Regions from separate parts of the Mus musculus genome. Here region 1 is linked to region 2. The links are chromatin contacts, called in public Hi-C maps. All regions are on one chromosome and are shown on one strand. Each heading gives the region's core, a stretch centred on a gene start, on an enhancer-like site or on the middle of the called end of the contact. The rest is flanking DNA. Distances are from core to core; before and after follow the strand shown.

What was found. Hi-C and Micro-C count contacts between places; a contact is called where the count stands out from the background.
Region 1: a contact with region 2 is called in a Hi-C map of nephron progenitors, with 4 times the contacts expected there. The contact joins the promoter of Dio3os here to the enhancer-like site in region 2. A contact is called at or near these places in 5 of 39 promoter capture datasets (cranial neural crest, embryonic stem cells and liver), 13 of 484 Hi-C or Micro-C datasets (beige adipocytes, embryonic stem cells, gonadal supporting cells and 6 more), 9 of 115 datasets of contacts at active chromatin or transcription factors (embryonic forebrain, embryonic stem cells, forebrain and 4 more) and 4 of 9 other capture datasets (adipose tissue, embryonic stem cells, liver and 1 more).

What each region holds. Positions count from the first base shown.
Region 1 is chr12:110,273,914-110,280,130 of GRCm38.p6, forward strand. It overlaps Dio3os (deiodinase, iodothyronine type III, opposite strand), which reads right to left and starts at 4,155. Exons shown (of 4, transcript NR_002866.2): 1 at 4,070-4,155; 2 at 3,638-3,836; 3 at 2,713-3,513; 4 at 1,471-1,664. Dio3 (deiodinase, iodothyronine type III) reads left to right here and starts at 5,317. Exons shown (of 1, transcript NM_172119.2): 1 at 5,317-6,217. The coding sequence starts at 5,319. Mir1247 (microRNA 1247) reads right to left here and starts at 4,216; the gene lies at 4,135-4,216.
Region 2 is chr12:110,016,985-110,023,323 of GRCm38.p6, forward strand. All of the region lies in intron 1 of Gm34667 (a long non-coding RNA gene), which reads right to left. Among named protein-coding and RNA genes, the nearest start is that of Gm34667, 3.8 kb to the right of the region's middle. Within about 2 kb of position 3,312, at least 7 of the 459 cell types and tissues checked have an H3K27ac peak or open chromatin away from gene starts, as enhancers often do. A contact at or near this core is called in nephron progenitors, where this site is marked.

The DNA.
Region 1 (6,217 bases), core at 2,905-5,404, 260 kb after region 2:
CCTACCCAGGGCCCCACCATGTAGGGACACCTGAAGACCAGTATACACCTACCACTCCACTTGCAAAAGCAAGAACCAGTCTGGCTGGGGTGATGGGGTAGTCTTCCCCCAAAGGATAAACATCTCAGAAGGATGCCCCTCCCTCCAGATGTCCATTGCACCATGAGCCTTCTCCTCCGGTGGTCCATAAACTCATACAAGATGAAGGTGCTTCAAGGAGTCAGACTTCATCACTCTGAGCCTCAGTGCCTGGACCAGGCTTCTGACCAGCATGGCCTGCAGGGATGCATGGGCACAGTTGGGCAGCCTGGTTCATCCACTGCTCCTCTGCTGTCATATCCAGAACAGCATTGAGGGATAATCTACATCTACTCTGCTCAGAGAAGCCCATGCTGTGGATGTACTCTGTCCCTGAACAGGAGGCGTCTTGACTTCGGTGTTTACACTTTCATCTCACTTGTGATACCTTGTGGGAAAGAAACTGAACTCCATGTGAACCATCACAGATATAGATACACACCCTCACCCGTATGTGCACATGCACACCCATGTTCCTTCATAGTTGTTCCGTGCCATGGTGGTTCAATGTGTTCATATGTTAGACCTGCCATAAGGAAAGGAACCTGGGACTCAATGTCTGCTGCTGGTGAACCCACCACTCTTTCCAGAGAGCCTCAGTAGAAATATAAGAAGATAGTCCCCCAGGTAGGCTAGGATTTGTCTTGTATGCATAGTCCTGCATCCCAAGACCAGTCAGGACCCAGGTACCCACATTGTCCTGTCCCCCAGGGCTAGCAGAATACCAGAGACCACAGTGAGTGCTTACTTATGTCTGGACCCAGTGAGAGCCTAAGTTAGGCTGCAGGGTGGGGGCGGGGCCTCAAGGAAAGACAGGAAAGGTCAGGTAAGACAGTACTGGAGGCAAATGGCCAGATGGTGGGGACAGGTAGGATTTTACAGGACCCCAGAGTAGCAGACAAGAGCAGTGCAAGTCCTTCCAAGGTGTCTAGAACCTTCTACATCTGTGGAGCAACATCTGAGGAAGACATTGACAAGATGCTAAGACCCTGGCTCTCCAAGATCAGCCCAAGATCATCACTGAGCTACTGGCCACCCTGTCTCCTCAGAGTATTTCTGTGCCCACCTTAGTTGGCCTGAGTCAGAGGTGGGAAAACGTGTCTCAAAGACCACTCTCAAACTAGTGGAAAGGGCTAAGCACCTCTTTCAGAGGGAGCGGTGCACAGCCTAGAAAAGGAACCGGGATAAAGTGGGCAGGTGGAGGGCATATTCGTTAGATGCCACACCCAAAAGGGGATGTTCCACGGAGCCAGTCCTAGATGACCTCACTCAGGCCTGCTGCCACCAACATGTCCTACCTTGCTTGCTTACCGCCGCCGTGTGCAGAGGGCAGAACGACACATCTAGAAATTCTCCCCAAACCCGGTTTTCAGTAAGTCCACACTGTACACGTTTCTCATTGCACAAAGCTTTATTGGGCCCCTCCCAGAAGTCTCTCCAAGGGATCCCGCCTGGGCCAGCCTGGGAGGTCTGCTGGGCAAACACAGAAATGCATCTGCTGAACAGGCTGCTGGCCACTGAGGAAGAAGGGCCAGGAAGAGGGAGTGTGCTCCTTCAAGAAGAGTCCAGGCAGAAAGTGGGCTCCCCTGTATGAGGAAGGGTGGGGCCAGGTCAGACCAGGGCTTTAGAAGAACAGGAGGACTATAGGGGTGGAGGGAGGAAAGAGAAGGGCAACAGGAACACCATGGGTGGAAGTTCAGAGGAAGGAAAACCTCAAGTGTCCAGAGACCAGGGTGGGGGAAGCAGACCAAGAGCGACAGGAGTGACGGTCAAGGAAGACTGAGCCCATGTAACCAGGGCATGATGAGATGGGGTCAGACCCAGGGCACAGGACTGTTATTCTCTGATGCTCTTCTCTAAATCTAGGGGCTGGGCCATCTTTTCTGAGTGCGTAGGAAATACCCCGGCTGGGAGACATAGAAGCCAGTGGCAAGACCCACCAACCTGCATGGGTGTCTCCTGACAGCCTTGGGAATGGGAGGCAGAGACTATGCCTGCCACACACTGCACACCAACCCCACCCGGAGGCTAGGAGATGAAGGGGTTAGTGTCAGGCCCTCTAAGCACTCCTTCCCTGGCAGACCACTACTACCCAAATCTTGGGAGTGGAAGACTGGCCAAAGGCCAGTCCTCCTCAGTCATGCCAGGACCTTGGCCCTCCTCCTCCACCAAGTTGGTCCAAGATACCAAATGGACCCAGCCCAGTGCATCCCTCCTTTCTCTCCCTGTCTGCCCTCTGCTGGAGCTGGGAGAAAGCAGGCAGGAGAGCCCAGAGCATACCATCCCACCCCGGCTCTTGAAACAGGACAAGTACCCCAACTTGTGTCCCTTCCCAAATCTGCCAGGTCCACTGAGGCCTACACCCCTCATGGATTTCAGAAGAGTCTTGGCCTTGGGCCAGTATTCATGTTCTAGACCACTGGGACAAGACAAGATAGTTTAAGTAACTGGTAGAAAGGCTGAGAACTACAGCTAGTTAGGGGTGCTCCCCTGAAGGGCATGGGAAAAGAGGACTGGGGAGGAAAATAGAGATGAGGAGGAACCGCAGAAAGGTAGGGAGCACTGGTGTGGTTGTCAAGCCAGGTATGTGTCCCCAAAGCCAGAATCACTGGCACCCCTTGGGTCTTTCCTCACCTGTACAGGATGCCAGGGAAGTCGAAGGCCTGGGTTCTTCATCCAAGGCTCTGGAATCCTGAGGTGTGGGGTGTAGCCTATTTCCCACACAACACCCGCCCCTGTCCAGAAATGTGGATGGCAGGGTTTCCCAAGTGTCCCATATCAGAAAGGGGTGATGTTCAGGGGTGACTGGTCCCATAGAGCAGGACCAGAAGGACTTCTATCTGTCCCAGACTATGGCTGCCACATGGCATATGCACCTACACACATAATGCGAGAAGGGGAGGATCGGCCTCATATCCCTGTCCCAGGTCCTTATAGGAAGAAGCAGGACACAAGCCCTAGACTGGTATCTCCCAGAGATGAGGGGATCTTGGGCTGAAGAGAACTATCTCTTGCTCTACCCAAGACAGCGCCCAGAAGCTCCCAATCTGTCTCTCAGACTCTCCAGCCAGAGTCTCTTCTCACTTTACCACCTAAGTCTGAAAGAGAGTGGGGGGGGGGTTGATCTGTAAGCTCAGAGGAGCCCTGCTTAGGGATAGAACCATGAGTGGAACCCCCAGCCAGGCACGTTCAGGGAGATTTCTGAAGTCCTCCTGAAAGACCTTACAAAGAGTGCTAGAAACAGCAAAGGAGTCTGATGGCTTCCTTCAGGTGGGAAGTGCTGATGTTTACTCCCTTGCCCCCAGAGCAGAGACATCCTCTGACCCAGAGGGAGAAGAGCCACTTTCACAGGCTGTTCACAGGCAGCACACTCCAGATCCAGCTGCTCTGGCGGCCACAGGTCCCGCGACCGAGGGACTCCCTGGGCAGAGCATCCTGCCAGGACAGCAGAAACCAGGTGGTGAGGGCGGGCGCCTACCTGGGCGCCCTCTGGGCTACTTGAGGTCGACTTTTCCGGACAAGTTCCATGGCTAATGGAAAGTGGTCTGACTGTGCTCACCCTCCCGAGACGCCAGCGCGGTCTCTGGTAGAGAAAGTTAGGTAGCTGGTCTCTCCCGAGAGGGCGATGCATGGGACGCAAGCAGCTGGAGCTGTAGTATCCGGCTGGGGTCCCGTTACCCCAGAGAAGGCCCCTGTGAGTGCTGGAGCATTCTAGGGAGTGCGATTCTTAGGCGCTGCCTTCGGGTTGAGGCCTTGACCTGAGGGGTCATTGTGAGGTGTATCTAAAGTGGAACTTGCTTAGGGTCTCGAGGACCCCAGGTCAAGCAGCCCCGCCGCCCCTGAACCCAAGTCTCCAGCAGTGCGCCACGCGCAGAGACAGATTAGGAGGTCTGCGCCGCTGTGGCAGAGCCGACCAGAGCCCCACGCTGTTGGGGAGTTGCCCCGCACCCCTAAAAAGCCTCAGCACACGTTCCCTGTTGAAAGTACGCACTTTACGCGTCCGGGCGCCTCCGCGGTTGAGTCGGGCCGCCGCGCTCCGAGTTCGCGAAGGTGGCTCAGTTCGGGCGCTCCAGTCTCGACGTTCCCGGGGCAGAGAGCAACGTCCGGGGACGAACGGGACGGGTGCGCCCGGCGGCCGGGGCTGCGCCGGGCGAGGCAAGCGGCGAGAGGGGAGCGCTCCCGCGTTCAGGCAACAGCTACCCCTAGTGGGAGAGCCGCCCGGGGCCGGCGCCGCCCCGCGCCCGCTGCCCCGCGCCCCGCGCCCGCAGCGCCCCGCGCCCAGGGCGTCCCGGAGCCGGCCGAGGGCGAGGCCCGGCGTCGCTTGCCGCGACTCTCCGGGTCTCCCGAGCTGGGCGCCAGCCCACCCGCGGGCCCTGCCCTCGGCACCTCCGGGCTGGAGCCGAGGGGCAGCTGACCCGGGAACCGCGGCGTCCGGCGGGAGCGAGATGGGACGGGGCGGGCGCGGCGCGGACTGGGGCGGCGCGCGGCAAGCTCGGGCAGCGGCGGGGGGCGCGGAGCGCGGTGTGCGTGGCGGGGCGGTGCGGGGGGCGGCCGTGTGCGAGGCGCGAGTGTGAGCGCGCGCGGGAGGCGGGCGGACGGGCTGCGGCAGTCGAGCGGCGCCCGCGGGCGAGCGGGGAAGGCGGCGGGAACCCAAAGTTGCCTCCTCGCGGGCCCGCGTCCCCGGCGGGGCTGCAGCCGGGGGCCGGCCGAGCGGCGGCCGCAGACCTGGACTCCCGCGGTACCTGGGCAGCGACCCCGCACGAGCAGCAGCAGCGTGGGCGGCGTTGGCGGCGGCGCGCGGGAAGCGAACCGGAGCTCCGGCGCGGCGCTGCGGCCGCCGGGGAACTCAGCTCAGGTGCGCGGCGAAGAGGGCGCGGGCTGGGACCCGCCCGCTGGGACCTAGGAGGTGCGAGGCGCTTGCGCGGGTTACACCATTGCCACCACTGACTGCTTGGCTCTGAGATCGGGCTCCTAGTCCCTGGACACAGCGGCTTCGGGGTCCCCCGCCCCTGAGAGCGGGCTGCGGGACTCAGGCCCGCCCCTGCCAGCCCCGGGACGCACCGCTCCACCCTCGACCAGCCTGCGCCCGCCCTCGACCCAAGATTTCTGGGGCATTGGCCGCGCCTCTGGGTGATCCCTCCGGGCTCAAGTTGCAAGGGGGCGGGCCCCGGTCGGAGGTGGAGTCTCCCGCCAATTCAAGCTTTGACTATAAATTGAGCTCCCAGAGCACCGAGGACCAGATGCCTCGCCAGGCCGCCTCGAGGTTGGTGGTCGGAGAAGGTGAAGGGCCCCCGGGGGCTTCGGGGCCCGCGGCCACCATGCTCCGCTCTCTGCTGCTTCACTCGCTGAGGCTCTGCGCCCAGACCGCCTCGTGCCTCGTGCTGTTCCCGCGCTTCCTAGGCACGGCCTTCATGCTCTGGCTTTTAGATTTCTTGTGCATCCGCAAGCATTTCCTGCGCCGTCGCCATCCTGACCACCCTGAGCCCGAAGTAGAGCTCAACAGTGAAGGCGAGGAGATGCCCCCTGACGACCCGCCCATATGCGTATCAGACGACAACCGTCTGTGCACCCTGGCCTCTCTCAAAGCCGTGTGGCATGGCCAGAAATTGGATTTCTTCAAGCAAGCCCATGAGGGTGGCCCAGCGCCCAACTCGGAGGTTGTCCGACCTGATGGCTTCCAGAGCCAGCGCATCCTCGACTACGCACAAGGGACCCGCCCGTTGGTGCTCAATTTTGGCAGCTGTACCTGACCACCGTTCATGGCGCGGATGAGCGCCTTCCAGCGCCTGGTCACCAAGTACCAGCGCGACGTTGACTTCCTTATCATCTACATCGAGGAAGCCCACCCATCCGACGGCTGGGTCACCACAGATTCACCCTATGTCATCCCCCAGCACCGCAGCCTGGAGGACCGTGTCAGCGCAGCGAGAGTACTACAACAAGGTGCACCTGGCTGTGCTCTGGTCCTGGACACTATGGCCAACTCTAGCAGTTCCGCATATGGTGCCTATTTTGAGCGCCTCTACGTCATCCAGAGTGGCACCATCATGTACCAGGGAGGCCGTGGCCCCGACGGTTACCAGGTGTCTGAGTTGCGCACTTGGTTGGAGCGCTATGATGAACAGTTGCATGGTACTAG
Region 2 (6,339 bases), core at 2,062-4,561:
TTTCTCCAGCCTCTAAAGACTGTTATTTTAAAACAACTTAAATGCCCTTCAACAGACAAATGAATAATGAAAAATGTGGTACATAGACACCAAAGGAATACTATTCAATTGCAAAGAAAAATAACATTTATGTGGAGTTCCTTAATCCACTTAGATTTGACCTTAGTACAAGGAGATAGAAATGGATCAATTCGCATTCTTCTACATGATAACCACCAGTTGTGCCAGCACCATTTGTTGAAAATGCTGTCTTTTTTCCACTGGATGGTTTTAGATACAACTTGCTAAACGCATGAAATTCAAGAAGAAGGAAGACCAAAGTGTGGACACTTTACCCCTTCCTAGAAATGGGAACAAAACACCCATGGAAGGAGTTACAGAGACAAAATTTGGAGCTGTGACAAAAAGATGGACCATCTAGTGATTGCCATATGCAGGGATCCATCCCATAATCAGCTTCCAAACGCTGACACCATTGCACACACTAGCAAAATTTTGCTGAAAGGACCCAGATATAGCTCTCTCTTGTGAGACTATGCCGGGGCCTAGCAAATACAGAAGTGGATGATCACAGTCAGCTATTGGATGGGTCACACGGCCCCCAATGCAGGAGCTAGAGATATTACCCAAGGAGCTAAAGGGATCTGCAACCCTATAGGTGGAACAACAATATGAACTAACCAGTACCCGGGAGCTCTTGACTCTAGCTGCATATGTATCAAAAGATGGCCTAGTCGGCCATCACTGCAAAGAGAGGCCCATTGGACTTGCCAACTTTAGATGCGCCAGTACAGGGGAACGCCAGGGCCAAAAAGGGGGAGTGGGTGGGTAGGGGATTGTGGGGGTGGGTATGGGGGACCTTTGGGATAGCATTGAAAATGTAAACGAGGAAAATACCTAATAAAAAAATTAAAAAAAAAAGAGAAATAACCTTTGCAGATAAGCGACTGGAGCTAGAAACGATTCCATGGAGCGAGAGGGTTCAGACCTGGGAAGACAAGTGTAGCCTATTCTCTCTCATCCGTGTCTAACCTGGAGCAACTGCAGAGCCCAGGGGCATCCAAAGGGACCATGGAGAATGGAGAGGGTCTGGAGAAAGCAATAGCAGGGTACAATTGATATGAAGGAAGGAATGGGGAAAACGGGCAAGTGTGGCTTCAGTTGGGCGAGAAGGAGAAAGGACATAGGTCAATCGAGACAAAGAAAGATGAAGAACAAGTACCGTTAAGGATATTTGAAAAACCACAAGGAATATCATGCTGTTTTTATCCACCTAAAATTGCATATAATATATACACACACATGTACACATATGCACACACATATTAAACAAAGGTATGATATTTGGGTTGACAACGCTCCCCCTAAGAGTCACTGACTAGCTGACGAAACCCAAATTCCAAGCAGGTGGACTCCTCTTATAAGTTGTTGCTCAGGGGACTCCAAGCAAGAACAATATGGGCTGTTGCTGTTTCCCCTGGTTGCCTTCCAGAAGTTGGGGAGATGTCGTTTTTGCTACAGACACCACGCACTTTGAACACGGGACTTAGATGGCTTGAGTTGGCTCAAACCTGACAGCCTCCTCTCTTAGGACAAGCTTTCACGGTATCAGAAAGTACCATGCAAACTGCCGAGACAGTGTGATAAGCCTATAGAGTACAATGACCAGCAAGACATACCAAAAAGGGCAATAGTGGTACTCCTATCTTAGCAGTAACCAACAGCTGCTTAAGTGGACATAAGGCCCACTCAACAGGGGGTAAGCTGAGCTTGCCACTAGAAAGCTATCCAACTACTAAGGGGTAAGGAGACCACGGATCCTCGAGGATCTACTACAAGCACTTCACTAGACCAGCACAATTCCTGTGTTCTAAATACCTGTCCTTATATCCACCAACAAGTACAGCTCTCTCCCTCATTAAAGAAACTTCTCTTTGCATCAGACAAAGACTGATTAAAACGGGTCGAGGAACTGATCCCAGGGAGCCTAGCCTCAGTGGATCTAACTCCTATGCCTAAGGCTCAGGGAACGTCTCAGAAATGGAAAGCTTATAAGAGACAGAGGACTGGGAAGTCAGCTGTGAGACTGTGTGTCCTAGAAATAATGGAAAAATGTCGCCAGGGTACCCCAACAATATATCTGCCTAAACCAGACCTGCACAAGGACATTGCGGATAGGCATGCGATTGTAGAAGGGAGAATCTCATAGGGCCCCAACCCTACACAAATAACTGCAGGCAGCTAAGGGATACTGGGACCAAGGTTCCCTAGAGGGGGCTCCCTAACTGGTTATCCAACACTGAAGGGACTTAGCAGGTGTGTGTGTGTTTGTGTGTGTGTGTGTGTGTGTGTGTGTGTGTGTGTGTGTGTGTGTGTGTGTGTCTGCCTGTCTGTCTGTCTGTCTGTGTGTCTCTCTGTGTCTGTCTGTGTGTCTATCTGTTTTGTGTCTTTGTGTCTGTGTCTGTCTGTCTGTCTGTCTCTCTCTCTCTGCATGTGTGTGTCTGTGTATATGTGTGTGTCTGTCTCTCTGTGTGTGTATGTGTGTCTCTGTATGTGCCTCTCTGTGTGTATGTGTGTGTGTCTCTGTGTGTGTTTCTTTGGGTCTGTGTGCCTTTGTGTCTGTCTGTCTGTCTATCTGTCTCTCTGTATATGTGTCTATGTGTGTGTCTCTTTGTGTCTCTGTGTGTGTCTGTCTCTATCTCTCTGTGCATATGTGTGTCTGTGTGTCTCTATATGTGTGTGTCTTTGAGTGTCTGTATATCTGTCTCTCTGTCTTCTCTCTGTCTCTCTCTGTGTGTATGTGTGTGTGTCTATGTGTCTCTTTGTTTCTCTGTGTGTGTGTGTGTGTAAAACAATAACAACTAAAAAAGAGGTCATGACTTTGAGAGGGGTAGGAATTATGGGGTACGGGGGAGGTTGGAGGGAAGAAAGGGAAGCGTGGAAAAATGTAATTATACTTTGAAAAATAAAACAATAGCCCCACAAGCAATCGCTACCTAAAACTTATTTTGACTGTACATGTCTGCATTTTTCATCCCTTTATTTTAAGCCCATCTCCTGAAACAATTTATTACTCATGTCCTCTTTTTTTTTTTTAATCTAAAACGAAAGGCTTTCTTTTAATTGATTCAACCAATTTACATGCCTTGTAATTGCTGCTACAATCAGATTTACTTCAGCTGTTCCGAGCCATTATTTTCTCTTTAACTTTTGTTTTTATTCTTTCTTAAGCCTCCATTAGAAAATGGAGCAGTTTTCAGCTGGTTGAACGTTACACATCTACGGGCTGGAGAGGAGACTCGGGAACTGGGAGCACTGACTGCTCTTGCAGAGGGCCTGGGTCTTTCCCAGTGTCACATGGTAGCTAGCTCTGTGGTTCTAGTTCGGGGATCCAAGCCCCTCCTTTGGCCTCAATGGTGTTCAGACAGGCAAAATGCCATACTCATAGAGCGTAAAACTGTATACACCTTAAAAAAAAAAAGAAGTTAAACTTTTTGTTTGGATGACAGGCTCGTTGTGCTTAGGGAACTCAAGATGAAACAAGTCCAAAAGTCCCCGCAGTCCTCCTGGAATCACACAGGCATCACTTGGAGTTTTACCAGGGGCTTCTCCTAGGCTTGCTTTCTGTTCGGTAAGGCATGACCATACCAAGATGGTGGCTTGGACAAGGATAGATCTCCCTAGCCAAGTTCATTCACTCTCTCGAGTCTCTGTTTAGCATCTCACTGGGGCGTCCAGCAGGAGAACAAAGCCAGTCTGGTTTTCTCTTTAGGGCAGAGGGTCTCTACCTAGAGATCAAGGACAGCCAAGAGGCAGGGGGGTTGGGGAGAGGCAGGACTCAGCGGCAGCGACAAGGTCTGCCCATGCTCCTGCCTGGAATTCACACTGGAGCAGAAGTACCACAAATGTGGTGGCTGTGGTTCAACTCACCAAGGGGAGTGAAAATGGAGACGGCAGCAAGGCACCGGCAAGCACAGGCTATCAAAATACCATCTCCCTGCCCGGCTGACTAAATGGGACTTTGGGAATGGGAAGCCTCCCACGAGTAAACAAACACAAGGGTTCCTGCCCGTGTAACAGGATAAGATGGAAAACACATTAAATGATGAAACCCTGTTTAAAAGGCGCAAGTCAAAACAAATAAATTAGCTTAGCTTGTTATGAAACAACAATACCCACTGCCCTCACCCCACCCCACCTCCAACTCCAACTCGAGGTCTTCTTTCTGGCATAAACCCCGGGGTTTTGGCAAAATTTAAGATGGCTTGAGAGTACAGTGCGTGCCTTTGGGCCGGCCTGCCGGCTTTATTATGTGCGAGGTCTACATCAGTTCCACATCTGGCAGGCTTCCCCCTGAATCCTCTCTTGCTCCCAAAGAGAGCCATGAGTTCTCTCTGCTCCTGCAGCCTGCTCCCCAAAGCCTTCCTGGGGCCGGGCCTCTGGCTGGTGCTGCCCTGACTGCAGGGCATGGTGGGAGATGGTTGGTTATTGCTTTTCAGGTTGAGCCCTGCTGGGTCTCCTCTTCCTTCCAAAAGGAAGTCTCATTTCCAGTCCCGCTCGCAGCAGCCCTCCCTGCCCTTCCAAGGGGATGCTGAAGGGATCTGTTTCTGATAAGCCTTAACACTCTGATGACACCCTAGCCTAGAGAGCTGCTGACCACCCTTCAAGACTCGGTGACAGTGTGGGTTCTAAGGAAGCCACCGTGGAGAGATTGGTGACCCGTTCTAAAAATTTCTGCCACAGAATCTCTGAGATCAACTTGTTGCTTATGTGCCCCAAAGTTAACATAATATTCGCTGGCCTTATAATAGATGATCCTGGATCGGCCCCGGTGGGGGGAGGTACGAGGAGGAGTGTCTCCTTGGTATCCAGAGACCCTTCAATGGGAAAGACCGAGGTAGGAGTGAAAAGAGGCTGGGCCCACCATCCCCGGGTGGGGGAAGGGGCCACCGGCCAAGGTCAGGGCTGGCGGCTGGTCACTATGTTCCCAGTTCTGAAACAAGCACAGACAACGGGAACTCTGAATGTGACGATGAGGGATGGGATCTATGCGATCAGTAAACAATCAGAATAGTGGGGTGGGGGAGGGAAAGAGAGGGCTATGACTCAGTTAATAGAGTGCTTCTTGGCACACATGAACCCCTGGGTACAATCTCTCACACCACATTAAACCCCAGCACTTGAGGTGGCAGGCAGGGCAGGGTGGGGGGAGGGTGATGAAAAGGTGTGTATAAGCAGTTGAAAGTCAACCGGAGGTATGAGGCCCAGCCTCAGAAACAAAGAACAAACATAGCAGCAGCAGCAACAACAACAACAACTGGGCTGCATAGTTTGGTGTCAAGTTGACACAGAAAAGAGGAAGGAACCTCAGTTAAGAAAATGTTCCCAGCTGGGTGGTGGTGGCTCACGCCTTTAATCCCAGCACTTGGGAGGAAGAGGCAGGCGGATTTCTGAGTTTGAGGTCAGCCTGGTCTACAAAGTGAGTTCCAGGACAGCCAGGGCTACACAGAGAAACCCTGTCTTGGAAAAGAAAGAAAGAAAGAAAGAAAGAAAGAAAGAAAGAAAGAAAGAAAGAAAGAAAGAAAGAAAGAAAGAAAGAAAGGAAGGAAGGAAGGAAGGAAGGAAGGAAGGAAGGAAGGAAGGAAGGAAGAAAGAAAGAAAGTGTTCCAATAAGACAATAAGATAGGGCTGTAGACAAGCCCGTAGGACGTTTCCTTAATGAGTGATTGATGGGGGAAGGCCCAGTGCATTGTGGGTGGTCCCAGCTCTGGGTTCTAGAAGAAAGCAGGCTGAGTGAGCATATCAGTCAATCAGCAGCACCTCTCCATGGCCTCTGCTCCTGCCTCCGGCTCCCTGCCCCGAATTCCTGTCCCAACTTCTTGGGCTGATGAGCAGTGATGTGGAAGTGTAAGCCAAATAAATCTTTGCCCCTCCCCCAGGCTGCTTTTGGTCATAGTGACTCCTCACAGCAGATAGTAACTCTAACTAAGACACCTCTCAGAGCAGCAATTTAAAAACCCCAAACCCAAAACAACAATCGTCGCCCCTAGACAAAAATAATGTCCTTGGCCGGAGAGCTTGCTTCATCAATTTTCCTGATGGAGAAACTCTTGGTCTCCAGGCCTCTCTTTCCCTAACACACTGCCCCCGTTGTGACTGGCTTCTTTCTCTTTCCAGTTCTGCTATGCATTAACCTTCCCCCAGCCTTGCCTGTTCCCAGGGTGTCCTGAGCATGTCTGAGGTAGACTTGATGTCCCCCGGGACTATTATCTCAAGTTTCAACCTTCAGGTCTCTTCATGTAGCTCAAAAGGAGGACCCAGAAGGTCTGCAGAGCCCCG